2 separate regions of the Zea mays genome follow, and region 2 is linked to region 1. The links are chromatin contacts, called in public Hi-C maps. All regions are on one chromosome and are shown on one strand. Each heading gives the region's core, a stretch centred on a gene start, on an enhancer-like site or on the middle of the called end of the contact. The rest is flanking DNA. Distances are from core to core; before and after follow the strand shown. Region 1 holds the start of LOC103654816 (ABC transporter G family member 39). Region 2 holds the start of LOC103654819 (peptidyl-prolyl cis-trans isomerase CYP95).

The links. Hi-C and Micro-C count contacts between places; a contact is called where the count stands out from the background.
Region 2: a contact with region 1 is called in a Hi-C map of tassel, with 2.3 times the contacts expected there. The contact joins the promoter of LOC103654819 here to the promoter of LOC103654816 in region 1. A contact is called at or near these places in 3 of 25 Hi-C or Micro-C datasets (bundle sheath, endosperm and tassel).

What each region holds. Positions count from the first base shown.
Region 1 is chr4:239,883,334-239,886,244 of Zm-B73-REFERENCE-NAM-5.0, reverse strand. It overlaps LOC103654816 (ABC transporter G family member 39), which reads left to right and starts at 1,521. Exons shown (of 23, transcript XM_008681639.3): 1 at 1,521-2,196; 2 at 2,307-2,427; 3 at 2,537-2,625; 4 at 2,704-2,788. The coding sequence starts at 1,862. LOC103654815 (a long non-coding RNA gene) reads right to left here. Exons shown (of 3, transcript XR_566350.3): 2 at 2,685-2,832; 3 at 2,301-2,590. It overlaps LOC100276452, which reads left to right. Exons shown (of 9, transcript NM_001360692.1): 9 at 1-232. The coding sequence ends at 48.
Region 2 is chr4:240,219,684-240,222,594 of Zm-B73-REFERENCE-NAM-5.0, reverse strand. It overlaps LOC103654819 (peptidyl-prolyl cis-trans isomerase CYP95), which reads left to right and starts at 1,411. Exons shown (of 14, transcript XM_035967552.1): 1 at 1,411-1,799.

The DNA of each region.
Region 1 (2,911 bases), core at 272-2,771:
GATGCTACTACCAGAGATGGCTCGATGTATGAGAACGGCGTGGTTTGAACACCCAAAGGGGGCTGCCAGCTGTCATGTCACGGCTTGTGAGGTTTACTAATTTGTTAGATTTGTAGTTTGGATTTGCCATGTATAATAGAACTGTACTGTAACTAGAAACGGGAAAATGTTGTGTAAGGATCAGGGAATGAATGGCTGCACAGTGCACATTTGCTATGGCTTGTTTTTTTTTTTCAAAGTTGAATTTATTAGCCGGCCTGACTATTGCTGATACGGTATGATCTGCCCTAATATCAGAGCTGTTCAGTTAGGCAGGTTTGACTTGAGAAACGTTCGTGTTCTGTTTGTCAATCACATATATCATGCTGGCTTGTTGATGCCTGAGCTTGACGCCGTCAATGATAAACCCGAAGGTAGTTGCCGAGCCTGAAGAGGCAAATACAGTCAAAAGAGTACAAAACCTTTTGTCTGGACAAGTTGGCGCTATTGTGACTGTAATTTAGAAGCGCCCGCCGCTCCACCGCCCGTATCCCCGGCCGCCGAACCGTCACGCGGGGCTCGCCACACCGGATGACCCGATTCATTTGGTTCAAATGTTTTTTCATAATTTATTAGAATTCTAAATTATTTTTAGTTTAAAAATAAAAAAATAGAGTCAAATTCTAATCTGATTCTTACATTTATCACGGTCATCATATGACCCCTTCCCCTCTCACTCTCTCAACAAATGGTGTGCAAGCTTCCACTCAAAGGATTAGTTTGAAAACCACAAAACTAAAGAGAATTAAAAGGCTAAATTTTCTTTCTTATTTAATTAGCCACTCAAATTCATTTCAGTATTTTAGCTTCTAAACAGTGCTGCTCTACTCTGCTGCGCTGTACGCCTGTACCGAACCGGTCAGACCTGGAAGAGAGGAGACTCCACGTAAAGCAGAGCAGGCCATCTCTGACCTGTAGCTGCCGCCTGCCACAATTGTCGGCGCAAGCCCATCTTGACCGCTTCTCACTCGGACGCTCCTGACGTAGGTCTGTGCTATCTTGACTTAGGGCCAATAGTAAAGTTAGCTGCCTAGCTATTAACTAGTAGTTGATTTTTAGCTAGATTAAACCTGCTAATAAACTAAAGAATAATTGAGAGTACAATTAATAGTTAGCTAAACTATTAGCTAATGATGTTCGGATGTCTCTATCTAGAAACTAATAGCCGCACCATTAACTGTGTTGTCTAGATGTCTTCGGTTAATTTTAGTAGCTTTAGTACATGTAAACAGGACCTTACTTGACCCACGAGTGGAATTGGTTGTGAAAGGATCAAACGCGGGTGGGTGATTAACGTTAGTTACCCTACACACTTTCTTTATCCTGGACGTGACGGCGACGGTTCGTCCCGACCGGTGGTGGAGCAAGCAACGCCAAGTGGGCCGGTCAAGCCGCACACAGCGGAGCCCGTTCAACCGGTCAAACTATTTACGCTGGACTCAAGTGACGATAAAACTAGTAGTACAACGGCCGAGTTTCCCGCGAATCAAGTGACCGACGCGCCCGCCACCTCCCCCACGCACTAATCACCTTCCCCGACGAGCATTAGCACGCGCAGGTATTTATACCTCGTCGCCACCTCCTCCTCATTCATCAGACACTACGAACATCTCTCCCTCTCCCTTCCTCTTCTTCACGGAGAGCAGCAAGCTACACGCCTAGAGCTACAGGCCTACAGCAAAAAGACAAAGAACACAGAGTCAAGCACTCAAGCTCAAGCAGGGAGAAGTGTTCGTCAGGAAAGACAAAAAAACGGAGGGGGTTTGCATCGCCGGCGGGAAAGAAAAAAAAAACCGAACCGAGGCCCTGAGGGCGCGCGAGGATGGACTTAGTGCAGATGGGGAGCATCGCCGGCGGGAGCATGCGGCGGACGGCGTCGTCGTGGCGGGCGTCCGGGCGGAGCGACGCGTTCGGCCGGTCCGTGCGGGAGGAGGACGACGAGGAGGCGCTGCGCTGGGCGGCCATCGAGAAGCTGCCCACCTACGACCGCATGCGCAAGGGCATCCTCACGGGGAACGCGGCCGGCGCCGGCGTCGAGGAGGTGGACATCCAGGGGCTCGGCATGCAGGAGCGCAAGAACCTCATCGAGCGCCTCGTGCGCACCGCCGAGGAGGACAACGAGCGCTTCCTGCTCAAGCTCCGCGACCGCATGGAGCTGTGAGTAAAAGAAAGAAAAAAAAAGTTCAGCTCTTATTTGAATCCCCTTGGTCACCACCGGTGAGGTGAAGAGAAATTCTGAAAGCGATTGTAAATTGACCTGCCTGCAGGGTTGGGATCGATAATCCGACGATAGAGGTGCGTTTTGAGAACCTGAACATCGACGCCGAGGCCTACGTCGGCAACCGAGGTGTCCCCACGATGACCAACTTCTTCTCCAACAAAGTCATGGTATGCATGTGCATCTCCTCTGCAGCAGCGGGCACCTCCATGCTTCTTAGGCAGCCACGGAGAAGAAATTCCTTCGGCTACTAACTCTTGTGAGCTGCTACCATCATAGGATGTACTAAGTGCTATGCACATCGTCTCTAGCGGGAAGAGGCCTGTCTCCATCCTTCACGATATCAGTGGGGTCATAAGACCCGGCAGGTAAGAAGCCAAAGAATTTTAAAGTGCAAGGTTTTCAGTTTTTCTGTAGTTGTACTTACTAACTGGCACTTCTTTCAGAATGTCCTTGCTGCTTGGCCCTCCTGGATCCGGGAAAACAAGTCTACTTCTGGCTTTGTCAGGGAAACTTGACTCCAATCTGAAGGTATCACATCTTGCGATAATTTCTTGATTGTGAACTTCTGAATTCTAGGGAAAAAGGGTATATATTGGGAGAAAGTTAGCTGTAAACTGTACTGAATAGGTGAACTTGCAATGGTAATTTTCA
Region 2 (2,911 bases), core at 162-2,661, 340 kb before region 1:
CCCCTAAATCAAAATATAGGATGTATTTTAGGTAACTAATGCAGATGCTCTAAGCTATGGCCAGCATATCATGTATATGACCTTATAAAGGGCCCCTTTGGCATGGCTCCTTGGGCGGCTCCAGCTCGGGCTCATCGTGAAGCCCTACCAAACGGTCATAAAACGACTTCTTGTCGAGAGCCCTCGAGGAGCTAGAGTCGTTTTCGTGTTGGGAGCCGAAGCACAAAAAATGTGGTTTCTATCGGCTCCTCATTCATTTCCCTAATACATCATTCGAAAGAAACACAAGAGAAACTGTTTAGCCAAACGAATTACAAAACAACTCTAGCTCCTCCTGAGAAGCCAAAGAGCTAGAGGACCTAAAGTTGAAACTCTTTTCAGAGGAACCGGAGCCCTGCCAAAAGGGGACAAAATACCGCTTTGTACCATGTTTCAAATGAAGTTGCTAGAGCTTGAACCGCATCTCCCATCCTGGATTCGGCCAGATCCTCTGTTGTAATGTCCGACCGCTGCTAGGTGGGGCCTGGCCGTGGCCGGCCCACGCGTCAGCCAGTCGGCGGCGACTACAGGGCTGATTGGTTGCCTAGACGTGCCCAGGCTCACTTCATGCATTAATCTACGAGAGGGTGATTAGTTGCCTATGCTACGAGTAGAGATGGCAATAGATAAATACCTACTGGGTATTACTATCCCACACTCATATCCGCGACAAAAAGTAACCTCGTTGGGTCACCTATATCCAATGGTAGGTATGGATTTACTCTCATACCCATACCCATGTGATTATAGATCACCCGTTGGGTCACCTGTACCTATAAAGATTAAACATATATCAAAATAATACATCATACAAACGTCAAGTATATCAATCTAAATGCCATTACAAAATTTCGAGCACCATTCAATCATCCATTCAACACTCTATTCAACACACACCATATATAATTGGATAAAGTAGCAACACTAAGATAATACCACATAACACATTACATGTTTCATTACATGGTTATCAAATAGCTGTTAAGCCTTCTATTACATCATCACAAAAAAGTTTGTTAAATAGTTAAAATATATGGATTATCGAGGCCTAAGTTTACACTTTTATATTGGGTATTTTATACCCATGTGTTAACAGGTATAGATGAGGCCGAAGCGTTCTAATATTTTTACGTACTGAGTGAAGTTTTTGTCTAATAAAAAACTCATAAATAGAATATTTAGACCATATACGTATGGATAAATAATCACGAGTCACCGGATCTGGTAACTATTGCCATATTTAGCTGTGAGAAACCGATCTACCTGCAGGTAGGCACTTTTCCACCGCTCTGCCTCACTGCCTGCATGCAAGGCGGGCGGGACCTTCGCCGTCCGTCCAACCGGCCCGAGCCCAGCGCCAGAGAGCACGCGTACCAATCACACCCTACGCCGTCGGCCGAGGATCCGGACCCGGACCCGGACTCCATGTCGCCTGACCACACTGTCACCACCATGAGGGCCCACATGCAGTGCATCCAGGACTAGCATTCAACGCTCCACGTGTCGGGGACAGAACTGTAATTGGCCCTGTCGCAGGGCTCTCAGGGAGCCAGGCTGCCAGGGTACTTGGCCGCTGCGCTCCTCCACTCCCCTATTCCCCACATCACTCCGCTTTTGCGGCCGCTTGTGGCGGTGCCTTCCACGGGGCTGCGGCTGCGCTCCGCCGGAGCGAGCAAATATCCTTGCCCCCACGAGACCCTCGCACAGTCGCACCTCTCCGACGTGACCGGCGCCGTAGAACCACCGGGTCTTCCCTTGTGGTTCGTGCTCTCCCTCTCTACCCGGGTCCCGGGCTGCTCCCCTCTACTTCGCAATCGCTGGATCGCACGCCAAGGGCCTGGCTTGCGCGTTTCGATCTGCATGGCCAGAGTGTTTCATGCGCGTTTGGGCTCTCTGATGTTTGGATGGGGAGGAGGTTCCAGGGTTTGGGGTTGAGTTCGCGATAGGGTTTTGGGGGGTTTGTAGGGATTTTCAGGGTTTGCGGTGTTGTGCACGGATCCTGATCTGGGGCCAGGATTGTTTGTCTAGATTCCTGCCGTTGCACCAGGATGTCTCTCTGCGTGATTACTGGTTACTCAAGTTAGTGTTGGCTGGCACCGTGCGATGTAGGCTGCAGCGCTGTCGGAGTCAGTAGGGGGGGGGGGGGGGGGGGGCTGGCGCATGCTGAACGGATGCCCCCATGATTATTTTTTCATTGACTTCAGTGCATGCTTTAATATTTATTTCATGGATTAACTGATTTGAGCCCCATATAATCATATAATTCTAGCTCCATCACTGGCAGTGGAACAGATGTACGAAACTTGAACAGGCGTAATGATATACTATTATTAACTAGCAAACATGTTCGTGCTTTGCAATGGAACACACTTTGGAACTGGACTGTATGCTCACTTTTCTAATTCGTATGAGCAGAGGTCGTGAGTTTTAGGTCACGGACGGGATATTAAACCAATTATGACTCTAGTCGTACTACTCTTAAAATTGGTGAGAACTGTGCTTGGGGGAGTGTAGGGACAGACTGACCAAGAGAGAGAGAGAGAGAGAGAGACTAAGAGAGAGTGATGGATCAAAATTTGGAGGAAGAAATTTCCACTCTTTAATTTTATAATAATATATAAATATATAAGTAAAGATTTATTATTATTAAGTGATTTATGACAAGGCCATGAACTTCTAGATGAATGTTCTCTGATGTTCTTGTCTTGCCTCGTTGCTTGTTTGCAATGGCTATTTATTGTAAAATCTGGTTTTTGCTAGTAGAATTGGGTACTGTGCTTGTTGCATCTGCATATCCTCTACTCCATGCTTGCGAGTTTCTTTTAGAAGGATGCAAAAGAAACTGCATTTATGTGTTTTGTGAGTAGTAGGA